2 separate regions of the Triticum aestivum genome follow, and region 1 is linked to region 2. The links are chromatin contacts, called in public HiCAR-type maps. All regions are on one chromosome and are shown on one strand. Each heading gives the region's core, a stretch centred on a gene start, on an enhancer-like site or on the middle of the called end of the contact. The rest is flanking DNA. Distances are from core to core; before and after follow the strand shown. Region 1 holds the start of LOC123188158 (U-box domain-containing protein 4). Region 2 holds the start of LOC123188157 (eukaryotic peptide chain release factor subunit 1-3).

The links. HiCAR-type assays count read pairs that join an accessible place to other places.
Region 1: a HiCAR-type map of leaf shows a contact between it and region 2, with 2.5 times the contacts expected there. The contact joins the promoter of LOC123188158 here to the promoter of LOC123188157 in region 2. A contact is called at or near these places in 1 of 5 Hi-C or Micro-C datasets (leaf) and 1 of 1 datasets of contacts at active chromatin or transcription factors (leaf).

Annotation. Positions count from the first base shown.
Region 1 is chr2A:165,883,904-165,890,493 of IWGSC CS RefSeq v2.1, reverse strand. It overlaps LOC123188158 (U-box domain-containing protein 4), which reads right to left and starts at 2,118. Exons shown (of 2, transcript XM_044600202.1): 1 at 965-2,118; 2 at 291-863. The coding sequence starts at 1,963. The coding sequence ends at 777.
Region 2 is chr2A:165,832,341-165,838,960 of IWGSC CS RefSeq v2.1, reverse strand. LOC123188157 (eukaryotic peptide chain release factor subunit 1-3) reads left to right here and starts at 4,636. Exons shown (of 3, transcript XM_044600201.1): 1 at 4,636-4,727.

The sequences.
Region 1 (6,590 bases), core at 869-3,368, 54 kb before region 2:
TGCATCTTCTTCTAGGCCACAAGCAGCGGCAGAAGAAGCCAGCCTTTGGCGGCAACGACCGATCGACTGACCCAGCGAGCAGACGGCAGCGCGACCACTAGAAAATTCCGACCTGTCGTCCTCGGTTGAACCAGCAAAACGTTGCTGATTTAGCAAGTCACTCGCTCGCTCACCCACGGCTCACGAGCCACGCCCCGCTCCTGCCGCAGGAACCTGGGATGAGATAGATGGAGTGATAACACCGCTAGAACCTGAATGTAACAGCACGGCCGTCGTGGATTGGATTGCAGTTCAAACCAACCGGTGATTTTTTTTTCTTTCTTCTAGAGATCACACAATCTTTCTATCGTATCCACCAGAAGAAACCAAGTCCAGAACACGCTCACTCCAACAGCACAGCTCGCTGTTTCACCACACGCGAATTTGGCTCGCTTCCTTGATCCAGGAAGCAACCCAAAATGGTACTAGAAACTAATAAAAGTGAAAAAAGGAAGAAGAAGAAGAAGAAGAACAGTGGGGAGAATGAATTTACAGGGAGGCTTGGCTCCGCCACGGACCATGGTCGTCATCTCGCTTGAGGTTGAGGGAAATGTACACTCGCTCGCGGACGCAAACTCGCTGCTGGCTCGGCTATTTACACGGGCGGGCAGGCAGGCACGCCGGCCGGCTGCCCAGCCCAGCTCGTCTCGCTCTCGCCACGGGGAAAGGGGAAAACGCACGCACGCACGCCACCTGGCATGCATGGCCAAGGTGGAATTGGTAGCCGAACGGTATCATCACTCCGCCGCAACGATCGCCGCCGGCCTGGTTGCGCGCAGGCTCGCGCTCCGCGGTTGCCGTAGCATCTCGACCAGCGCCTCAGCCTACGGAATCGCAAAACAAATTAGTACTCCGTACATCGGAAGCTGTAAATTCTGTTTGTGATTGTAATGGCCGAAACGATTGTGCTTCGAACGATTGGTACCTTGGTTTTGAGCTTGGGGCGCGCGGAGGAGGACTGGGAGAGGGCGACGAGGGGAGGGATGGCGCCCTCGCGGGCGACCATGGTGCGGTACGCCGCGTTGTCGTCGCAGATCTGGAGGAGGGAGAGCGTGGCGATCTCCTTCTGCCGCGAGGTGCCGACCTCCACCATCTCCACCAGCACGGGGATGCCGCCCTCCTCCACGGTGGCGGAGCGGCCCTCGGCGAAGCCCACCAGGGAGTGGAGCACGTAGGCGGCCTTGTCCACCATGCCGGACTCCGGGTCCGACATGAGGTCCAGCAGCGGGCGCACGGCGCCGGCCTCGACTGCGCGCAGGCGGTTCTCGCGCGCGCCGCTGCAGAGCGCGTAGAGCGCCGTGGCGGCGTCCTTCTTCCCGCGCGCGCCGCCGGTCTCGAGCAGGGACACCAGCAGCGGGACGGCGCCCGCGCGGCCGACGGCGGCCGCCGCGGCGCCGTCGAGCTGGGAGAGGCGGAGCAGCGCGCACGCGGCGTTCTCCCTGGCCGCGGGCGACGCGGCCGACTTGAGCGCGCGCACCAGCGGCCGTATCGCGCCGGCCTCGACCATGAGGGCCTTGTTCTCGTCGCAGATGGAGAGGTTGAGCAGCGCCGTCACCCCGTGCTCCTGCAGCAGCGGGTCGGCGTGCGACAGCAGGGCCACGAGCGGCCGCACCGCCCCGGACGCCGCGATGCGGATGCGGTTGTCCGGGTTGTGCTTGGCGAGCAGCCGCAGCTCCATGGCGGCGCGGCGGAGCGAGTCGACCGAGGCCGAGGGCGACTCAAGCTCGGCGACGAGCGAGGAGATGGAGCCGTCGGAGGCCTCGGCCGCGCAGGAGAGCAGCAGGCGGTGGATGCCCGCGGCGGCGGCGGGCGTGAAGGAGAGGTCGTCGCTGCCGCACTCGCTGAAGGGCTCGGAGCAGGAGGAGTCGCCGCTGTCGCTGTAGCAGCTCCGCCGCCGCGGGGACACGGAGGCGTCCGAGTCCATCCCCTCCGCCGTGCTCTACCGGACGCAAATGCCGCGGCGGGCAGAGAACCTCGGAGGCGAGGGAGAGAGAGCTGGGCTGGGGGATGGAATGGAGGAGGAAGAATTGGGTGCGTTGCGTTCTCGGGGAGGAGACGAGCCGATGAAATAAGCGAGGGGGGATCGGGTGGGCTGCTTAAATTAATCGCGCTAATTATTATATTTAAGATAATCAGCCAATGGCCCTTCCGTCACTACTTTTCTGCCGCTTCTTTGGCTGGTACGAGCACCGCCACCGTCGGATCGGGAATCAGACGGCCCCGCTACACCACCCACCGTCGGAAAGGTACGTGGCGGATGCCGCGAGCGCCCGGCCGTCCGATGGGCATCCGGCGGGGGACGCGGGCCGCATCTCGTTAGGGACGGGCGGGACGAACCGGTAGCGCGGTGGGGGCGAAGAGTTCAGCGCGCGACACGTGCGACGACGGCCGCGTACGTACGGGGTCGCCCACGCACGTGAGGCCGGCAGGACGCGTGCAGGGCGAGCGGGCCGCACCACGCCGCGCTGCCTGCCGGTGGGCTGGGCCGGGCGGCTCGTGGCCCCACGGCGCGGCGGGGCTTGGGGTGGGGGGCAGGGATCGGGTAGGTGCCGCGGCGGTCGGCAGGGGGTGCCCCGTCCCCCGGTTCCCCTGATTTTGACGGTTTTGGCTGTCTTCGTCGTGAAAGTGAGGGGAATTGCCGCGTCCGGAATTGGAGGCAGCGTCTGCACACCTCGTGCCGTTTTGGCTTCTACCGCGTCATATACACAACGAATCATACTACCACGTACTAGTACGTACCCACAGGAGCATTTTTGCATGCCCCCATGGTGTCGGCTCCGAGTCGCCCGAGTCCAAGTCCTTGGATGTTTCTGCGCTGGCCTATCATCACACCGTGAAATCAGGCCAACTCCATCGTGCGGCTCCAAACAAACGTTCGTTTTATTTGAATTTTGTCCATTTGAGAGTGGGAATGAGGCCGTGTTTGTCTGGATTCGTGGATGCGTCAGCCATGCGCCCTACACACGGCCGCATTTCGGCCGCATCTTGTCCTCGTGCATGCAAATGTGAAACAAAGGATCTAAGCCGCGATCACGGTTCGCGCTATTTCACGTCGGCTGGCAACACAATCGGCGGCCTACAATCTGACGCCGGCAACAAAACCAGCGGTTGGCACAGGAGCCAGCCTTCAAAAAGACACGTTTCACGCCGGCAACAAAGCCAGCGGCCAGCACAGGAGCCAGCCTTCATAATGGACAAGTTTTGTCGTTGGCAACAAGGCCAGCTGCCGGCACAGTAGCCAGCCTTCAAAAGAGATAAGTTTTCTTGCCGACAACAAAGCCATCGGACGGCATAGGAGCCAGCCTTCAAAAAGGACTGCCATCGCGGCCGTCGTCTCACCTAGATCATGTCGTCGCGGTCTTCACAATGGCGTGATGTTGAGGTCGATGACGCCAGCGGGCGTAGTTGAGTCGACCACCACGCAGTCCGACGATGTAGAGAATCGCGTCTGGCCATGGTCATATGTTGGCGGAGCACAAAAATTCGGCGTGCCGTGTGAGACGGATGGGCTAGGGGAACGGTGTTGCGGCGGTCGATGGGACCGACGAGCCTGTGCTGGCCGCGGCCATGGCAGCGGCAGAGAGAATGGCTGGCATGGGGCGGGCCATCCCACCTATCGTGAGGTGGGCGTGTGCCTTGTAGACGATGGTCTCCTTGTCGTCAATCTCGGCCTGGTGTTGCATCGCACGCCGCAGGGTACACTCGGATGCGTACTGTGCGACGGCCTTCTTCTCCTTTTCAACGGCTCGTCGGTCCCTCCTCTTCGTCGATTCCCTGTCGAGCTTGGCGGCGGATGCTGGCGAGAGCTCCGGCCGCAGCTTCTTCGCCACAGGCTTGTTCGCGGTAGGTGATGGGTCGCTGGGATTTCGCGTCGTCGGCCATGACGGACGAAGAGAAGGGAAGGCCGGGGGCGCGGGAGGCTTTGGAGAAAAAGAAGGGAAATTGGCCGGTTGTGCCACCGCCGGGCGAATCAGGGGAGGACAAGGGCGCGCGTCCCGCTCGCCCACGCGCTGTCCCTCAGCCGCAAATAGGCTCAAACTTAGACTGAGAATGGATCGAAAGTGGACACAAAACGGACGACGGTCCGTTTGCGGCCGCGTGTTATAAAACTACCCATGAGAACCGTCAAGTACAATTATATCCGCTAAAATAAACTCGTTACTTATTTGTACGCCACGTGCTCCATAACTCATTATTTTTCTCTCCCTCCATGTAGATCAGCTCGACGAGTCGCTGTGCGAACTCCCATGGGCGCGTTAACTCGTTGTTGGAGCACCTTTTGGCTCGTTTTTTCGCATTATGCACAAAAAAGCAAAGCATAATGCGAAGAAGAGAAGAAGGATACCTTCCGTCCGGGAGCGGAACGTCTGAACGTCCACCGCGACCAGTACGAAAGCGCCAAAAGGTGATTAAGTGGTCTGCATCGCTTGGGAAAGGAGGAGCCACGAAAGTACTACTACTACTACACTGATTAACAGATTAAAGGCGGCACTAGAGACCAGTAGCACGTCCTTGCGTCCCCGGTTGTACTTGAATTGACACGCGGTATGGCATGGCGCGATTGACCGGCCAATGAACGCGTGAACGAAAGGGGAGCTTTGGAGCACGGGCTCGAGCTCTCGGTCGCTGTGGAGGTGCTGGCGACCTCACCGGTCACCGGGCAGCACCCCGTGCGCAAGAGAGACGACGATTCCTGACGTGTTGAAAGCGACGCGGGCGGTAGCTACGCAAGGCGAGATCGTCGGCGTACCCGCCGCGGCGTCTATATCTCGCACTCATCAAGACCGTAGTATTAGTCGGGCAGGCCCATTTTACGCACAGTTAATTAAGAAAAGAAAAATGAAAAGGGGAGTTCCAGGTAGATAGTGAACGGTGATAGCCATCGCGCCAACTGTACTTGTCATCTAATGGGGGGCGCCACCTACTTGAACCAAGTCTAGTGGGTTTTCTTCGGATTTCTTTTTTATTCCCCAGTTTTCTTATTTTTTTATTTGTTTCTTCAGTTTTTTCGTTTTTCTTTTTCAGTTGGTTTAATTTGTTTATTTTCTTTGGTTTTCTTTGTTTCTTTTTGTTTTAGGTTCTACATTTTCTGTACATGTCAACAACATTTTTCTAATTTACGTTGACCATTTTTTCAATCAAAATTTAACACTTTTTAATACATGGTCAACATTTCTAAACACACATTTTAACATTTTTCAAATGCTTCATTAACATTTTTAAAATACAAGATTAATATTTTTTAGTACAAGGTCAACATTTTATCGATACATATTTTAAACATTTTCAAATGCTTGATTACCATTTTTCAAATAGAAGATTAATTTTTTAATAAAGGGTCAATATTTTTTCTATGCACATTTAAAAATTACAAACGCTTCGATTATCATTGTTTTAAATGCAATATTAACATTTTTCTATACACATTCAACATTTTTTGAATGCTTCACTAAATTTTTTGAATACTTGCTCAACAATTTTTTCAAATGCTTTATTAACATTTTTATATACATGATAAAAAATTCAACATTTTTTAATACATGGTAAACATTTTCTATATACATATTTAACATTTTTCAAATACTTGTTCAATATATTTAAATGCTGGATTAACATTTTTATATACATGATAACAAAATTTCATAATTTTTTAATATTTTTCAAATGCTTGATCAACATTTTTCAAATACTTGTTCAACTTTTTTTCAGATGCTTGATTAACATTTTTATATACATGATAAAAATCATCATTTTTTAATACATGGTCAACATATTTCTATACACATTCAACATTTTTCAAATGCTTGATCAAAAAATTTCAAATACTTGTTAAAAGAAATTCAATTTCTTGATAAAAAATAGATACGTGATAAAACATTTTATACATGATAAACATTTTTCTATACACATTTAACATTTTTCAAATACTTGGTCCACATATTCCAATTGTTTTTTATAGAATGTTTTTTGTAATATAAATATCTACTTAGAATATTTTAAAGTATAAACTTATTTCAAAAAATAAAGCAAAAAAGGAAACAAAAAAGGGAAAAATATAAGGAAAAGGAGGTTGTGCGCTCCTGAGAGACTTTTAACTGATGCGGTGTATTCTCTAAAGTCGGCTCCTCTCAGCGAAATGGCGGATATGTGAAGCGACCATACTGAGTCTCCTTGGTGCGGCAGCACACGCTCCTAGTTCCTGGCGGTGACTTACTGATGCCAAGCGTCGTCATGATGCTCCTCAACCATGGTTCCTGATCTACGACAATAGGTCGGGCCTTCTCTGCGGTGAGGGAGTTGGCCTCCCTAGTTGTTCTGGTGGGCCAGCCGGACGGGGACTTGGGTGGCGAGACTGCTTACGGGCGTCGTTGCCTTGATGGAGGTGTAAAAAATTAGTTCTTTCCTCCTTACGTCTATTACTCCAGGGGAAAACCCTAGGTCGAGCCCTCGAATGAGACGATGACATCACATGTGTCGTGGTGTCCTCTTTCGGGCATCTTTTTTAAAGACGGTTCTGGCTAGAGGGACCCGGGGTGGGGTGATGCTTGCAC
Region 2 (6,620 bases), core at 3,387-5,886:
AAAAAGATATATAAATTTTCATTTCCTCACGGCAACGACTTGAGCATTACATAACCAACCCAGGTGTCGCCACCGCCGTACGTACCTGGTCATGTCCAGCCCACGCGCCAGCACGCTCTCGCTCAGCCCAGGCCAGACCTGTCTACCTTGTCGCGCCAAGGTTAAACACTGATGTACTTGTGCCTACCCACATCTGTAGCTGCCTGACCAATTAGTCCACTATAGCGCACTGTAGCTGTGCCTGACCAATTAGTCCACTGTAGCCCACATGCAGTTGTGCAGCTTTCTCCATAAATCATAGCAAGGTCCGCCTCCTCCTACTTCTGCCCACCCGTGAACGTATCAACAAGACAAATAAAAGATGCAAATGACTATGCATTGTAATTAAAGATATATTTCTGGACTAGACATGCATAGACTGCTTTGCGCAGACCTCAGACACGCGTGTGTAGAGTACAGTCATCTTTTGCATGTTTTGCAATACGTTGTCCTCAACACAATATACATGAGCTGTTCAGCCGCACAGGAATGGAGCAAAATCAAAGAAGAGGAGTTACAGATACAAACACGGCAGAAAGCAATTCTTCAACGAGACAAGTCAAGATGAACAAGAATTCTCAAGAAAATCTGCCTCCAATTTCAAGATATCCTACCCATTCGTCGAGAGCCAGGACGTGCATCCTCAAGCTTCAACATCATCTATACTGGAAACATACCACCGACAACACAAGCAGAAGAACTAACTTCCTCACTCTACCATTATGTTACCGAGACAAATCCAGCTGGAGGGTCGACATCCCAGATGTAAAAAATAACGAAGAGTCTTTCGATATATACTATAGACCCCCTATGTATGCACCACTTAGATGTGTTATTTACTTGTATGCACTACATCGTAATTGTTACCCGTCTGCGTATCAACTAAATGCATCGTTTCATCTATGAACTACTTTATCCTAAAGAAATATTTCAAACAAACTTACCAAAAATTACAAAATAACTAAATAGCTAATTAGCCCGAGTGGCGCGGCGTGCCGCCGCGCACTACCCGCTAGTACCTTTATTATTTATACATGGAGACATGCCACCTTATCGTAGGACCACCGCAACATGCATGAGGAAAAAAAATCATCATTAGTTAATCCTATGCACGCATCCCACCTTTGCCACGTGTGTCACCTCATCAAAAGTTAACTCAACATGCATTGATTTTTTTCATTTTATTAATTACAATTACTCCACTTATTTTCAGAATATTTTTTATTACACAATAACAAAATACAATATATAGTGTTCATTTTTTGTTTTAGTTCATATATTATTAACTTAACTATGCATGGTTCTTACAATCAAATCACTGAAATATATTGCAATTGATTCCTGCAGCAACAGACGGAGTATTCTCAAGCTCGCTTAGAGGCTTCGCCATGGGGTGCACAACAACAGCTTCAAAGATGCTTAGAGGCAGCGATAGAGCGGCCAAATGCTACACAATGGATGCTCTCAATAAGACTTACAGATGAACTTCAAAGCTTTTTTTTACGAAAAGATGGATTTTAAGCTTGTTTTTTTAATGAATGGTGGGATTTCCCCTTACATTTCATCTCTGAAAATTGATAGTACAAAGTTTTAGAATTTTATATGCTTGATAGTATTGTAAACCTGGACGGCGTAGAGACAAGGATCTGTATACTACTATTTGATATGATTCAATGCGCTTGGGATAAGACATGCAGTCGGCAAAGTTGTACTCCCTCTGCCGCAATATAAATGTCTCAACTTTAGTACGAAGTTGACACTTATTTTGGAACGAAAAGAATAGTACTATAAAACTACTACCCACGAGAACTATCAAGTACAGGATCCGCCAAAGAACTTGTTACTTATCTGTATGCCAAGCGCTCCAATTCCAAATTCGTAAGAAAGGACCGGAAGAGGAAGAGTCAATGTTGGCAGTTTGCAGCGTTAGTCGTTCTTTTTTCTCCTCCCATGTAGACGATGTAGATTAGCTCGTCGAGTGTCCGTGTGAATTTTCATGGGCAAGCGTCTTTTTTCACTTGTTTCTTCGCACCATACACAAAGCACAGAATAAAAGGTTTGTCCTATATTCCATTCCGAAGAAGAGCATACGCAGTACGTTCCTTTCCGATGTGGAGTCGGGAGCGGAACGTCTGAACGTCCACCGCGACCACCACGAAAGCGCTAGAAAGCGATCAAGTGGTCTGCATCACTTGGAAAAGGAGCCACGAAGGTGCTACTGATAGCAGTTTTTCTTTCTTTTGCGAGATACCAACAGATTTTCCCCGAAAAATGGGAGATACTAACAGATTTAAAGGTAGCGAGCACCAGGCACTGGTACATTCACGTACTCACGTCCCCGGTCCTACCTGAATTGACATGCAGTAGACAGTAGTACAGGTAGCATTTCGCGCGATTGACCGGCCAACTGGCCAAGATGGGTGAAGAAAAGGTATGGTAATGAAGGCCTGAAAGACAGAAGCTTTGGAGCAGGGTGTCGAGCTCACGGTCGTGGTGGAGGTGCTTGGCGACCTCACCGGTCAGTCGGTCACCGGGCAGCAATCCGTGGGGTGGGAGGAGACGATGATTCCTGACGTGGAGAAAGAGACGCGGGTGACAGCAACGGAAGGCCATATCGTCAGCGTAACCGCGTACCGGTGCCCGTTTGTCAGGGTGCTGACATCTGTCGCCTACAACGAGATGGGAATTCTCGCTGAAGGCAAACTCCATATTAGGCCAACCCATTATGCAGCTGACCAGCTACTCTCATTTTTTCTTTTTACTATATAATTACGCGTGCGTTGCAACGGGAGTATAAACATTCTAATAGATTAGCCCGTGACTGCATGTTTATTGTTATATTAATGCGCAGCCACGATTTACCTACCAATTTTTTTTGTTAAGCACTTATTTCGTAAGAATTTAATGACGTACCAAAGAAAATATGTTCTTACTTTGGTAAGTTAATTAAACATGAGAGAATTGATTTCATTTTAGGGAAAAATCGACGGGAGAAAAATCAAAGATGAGAGAAAAATCAAAGATAAGAAGGAAAGAGGGGGATGTATATAAGGAAGGTTGGACGAAAGAGAGGTGAATGAGAACCTTGCAATCTTTTCTCATAGTAGACAAAGTTAATAAAACATGAGAGAATTGATTCCATTTTAGGGAAATTTCATGGGAGAAAAAACAGAAATGGGAGAAAAAAAAATTAAAGACAAGGAAAGAAGGGGGCGTATATAATAAGAAAGGTTGGATGAAAAAGAGGTGAAATGGGAACCTTGCGTTCCTTTTAAGTAGTAGAGAAAATATTTCTTGTTTTCTTATAATTTATTTATATTTCCAGATATTCTATATTACAAAAGTATTCTACAAAACATTTATAAAATGTTGATGAGGCATTTGGACAAATGTTAATAAAGCATTTGAAAATGTTAAATATCTATAGAAAAAATGTTGACTAAGTATTAAAAAATGATGAAAAAATTTGATCATGTATTTAAAAAGATGTTAATCAAGTATTTGATATCATGTTGAACATGTATTTGAAAAATGTTAATCAAGCATTTAAAAAATATTAAATACGAATAGAATTTTTTTTGATCATTTATTAAAAAATGCTGAGTTATTTTGATCATGCATATAAAAATGTTAGTCAAGCATTTGAAAAATGTTGAACAAGTATATGAAAAATGTTAATCAAGCATTTGGATAAAATTTAAATGTGTATAAAATTGTCGATGATGTATTAAAAAACTTTAATATTTTATTTGAAAATGTTAATAAAGCATTGATTTATTTTAAAAATATGTAAAACATATATTAAAAAATGTAATATATTATTTGAAAAATGTTAATCAAGGAAATGAAAAAAAGTAATAATATGTGTATAGGAAAAATGTTGACCATGTATTATTTTTTAATTTTGTATTTAAAATATGGAATATATATTTAAAAAATGTATTATAAATATTCTAAAAAGTATACGGGAAAACAGTGAAAACCCGAGGGAAATCAAAAGCAAAACAGATTAAAAAAGGAAGAAACAATGAATACGGAAGAAAAAAGAAAGAAAAGAGAAAAACCATTGAAAACTAATAAAGAAGAAAATTAATAAAAAACCAGTAAAATGAAAAAAGAAACAAAGAAAAACCGGTGAAAAAACCCCCAAAAACTTTGTGGAAATCTGTTTTTTTTACTACAAGTTGTTCGCGGCCTACTAATCTAAAGTGAATCGCGTTAGATTACTGGCTAGCAGCACAACGAAGGAACAAGGAGATCTAGGGGTCAACGGTCAACCCGTTACTTTAGAGGTCAATGTGGGAGAAGCTACCATGTCGCTTAATGCAAGATATTGCTCCCGCGCGTTTTGTCACCGTGTTCGCTCCCAAAGCGCGGCCATAGATTTTTTTTGTTAGGCCCACGACCCGAGAAGGTTAACCAGCCACCGGCCCAGCAGGCTGAGCATCGATCGTCTGACAAGAAACGGGCCTCCCAGGATGATGGGCTAAACGGCCCATCCTGCCGCGAGCTGGCTGCGGCGGGCCGATGCCGAGCTCTCTCACCAGGTGGTATAATAACACCGCGGAAACTATTATCGCTCTATATTCCCAAGCAGCCGACAGCCAGAGAGAGGAGAGGATTCCCCACCCAGCCAGCCGCGCGTGAAGTCGGCACTCCCCTCCCTCCGCCCCAACCCCTTCCCCTAGGTAACGAACCCTAACCCGATCCCGCTAGATTTCGTCGCGATTTGGTGCTCAATCCGTAGTTCTCGTGGTGCGACGTGTTCTGGTCCGATTTGCGTCCTGTTATTCGTTAATTTCCGGGGGGTTTCGTTTACCGATACTTCTCTAGCTCACGCGGTGATTGTGCTGTCTTGCGATTTTCGGGATCTGCGCGAGGCGAGCGCGCTGGCCGGATGTTTTTCTGCGATTTTGCGCGGTTTTCATCCGCGGGTTCTTCGGTGCGAGGCGATCGATCCGTGTTCCGTTTGGAGATTGCGTGCTGAGTGCATGGATTGATTGATTCGTTTGGATGTACGGAAGAAGAGTTAGGATGTTGGGGCAGAGTACTAATACATGCGGGCTTAGATGATGATGCTTCTTCTTTTTCGAGTATATATGAGTTGCGTTTATTTCGATTCCACTTGTCCGGAGGGCCTTCCTGTTAGTGCCCACGATGTTAATTAGTGTGCAATTTTACTAACGGGTAGGAGCTGCTCGTCTTGCTTTTGGGTGCATCCAAATTGTTTGTGTTTCTTTTCACATATATGCGTGCCAACTTATAATGCTTCAGCTTTGTAAAACTTAATAGTGTGTTGTTGCAATAGCTTGGGTGAGGATTCCCTGGAGTTATCTTAAACTCTACCAGTGGATTTCAGCACATCAAGATCATTGCTTACCTTGTATGGAATCCACCCAAGTTCTCCCCAGTCCACGCACGTCCCCTTCTTTCGCGCCCATGGATGATCTGCTCTTATCCTTGTCTCCACACCCTGACCCAGCTTCCCACTCCAGGATTCACTCTTGGTTGCACAGTTCCACTGCAAGTTAAATTATGACTAATTATCTGCGGTTTTGATTAGAAAGAAACGCAAGGTTTCTCCTTGTTCCAGAGTGCTTCTCCTGATCTGCTTATGAAGAGAAAGAGAGTTCGGTAATAAAGATGAAGAAGACCATGCCATCTACTAATTGGGTTGTAACGTTACTGGCATCCTCAACTCTGCCTTGCATACCTAATAGCTCTAACCTAATTAATACTTTGTTAAAGATGATTGTGGATTGAACCGAGCGTTTGTATGCTAGAAAGATTGTCATTTTTTTCTACTTAAGATCAATATTGTGCTTCATTCTCTTAGTTTATAGAGATCAAGTATTAAGTAGGTCAATGGAATTGCAATAACCTAAAGTCTATGCCATATTGCTTGACCAGATCTATCATTTACATTATAGACCACTTGGTCATAAAATATAAGGCTGCAGTCCATGTGTTTTAGTACTAAGTTATGCTTACTATGTTGTCCAACACATGACTGCTACTGTTTAGATTTTTGACTGTTGTGTTCTGCAGCCAGTTTTTCTAGATTATCCTAGGACCGCTCTTCATTTATTTCATACGTGTAGTTGCATGTTCTACCTTGTATCATCATAGTTTTATTATTACTGAATGACTTTTCAGATCTCAACTGTGCTTGGTTCTGTATGTTCTTCAGTTATTATGGGAATTATCTAGCTGCTTGAACTTTTTTTTTTCAAATATAGAAGGAATACTGTTCACATATGCTTTGCTGAACACTGTGCAACCAACCAATAGCTCTTCTTTATATGCTTATTAATTTTTTATATGTTGGCTGCAAAGTCTTGTCAAATATCTTAACATGGAATTCTCAACCCTGTTCACATATCAAATTTCTTGTGGGAAATTGTTTTGTTTGATGAACTTCCCTGCTTCGTACATTGCTTGCTATGTTTCAAGTATTGCCGCTTCCAGTAAACTAGTTTTGCTTCATTCCCTGTGTGCCGTGTTTAAAGTATGATGTTTCCTGTAAATTAGTTTCACTTACTACTATCTTTGATCAATTTTTTGTAATTAAGTGCTTGTGA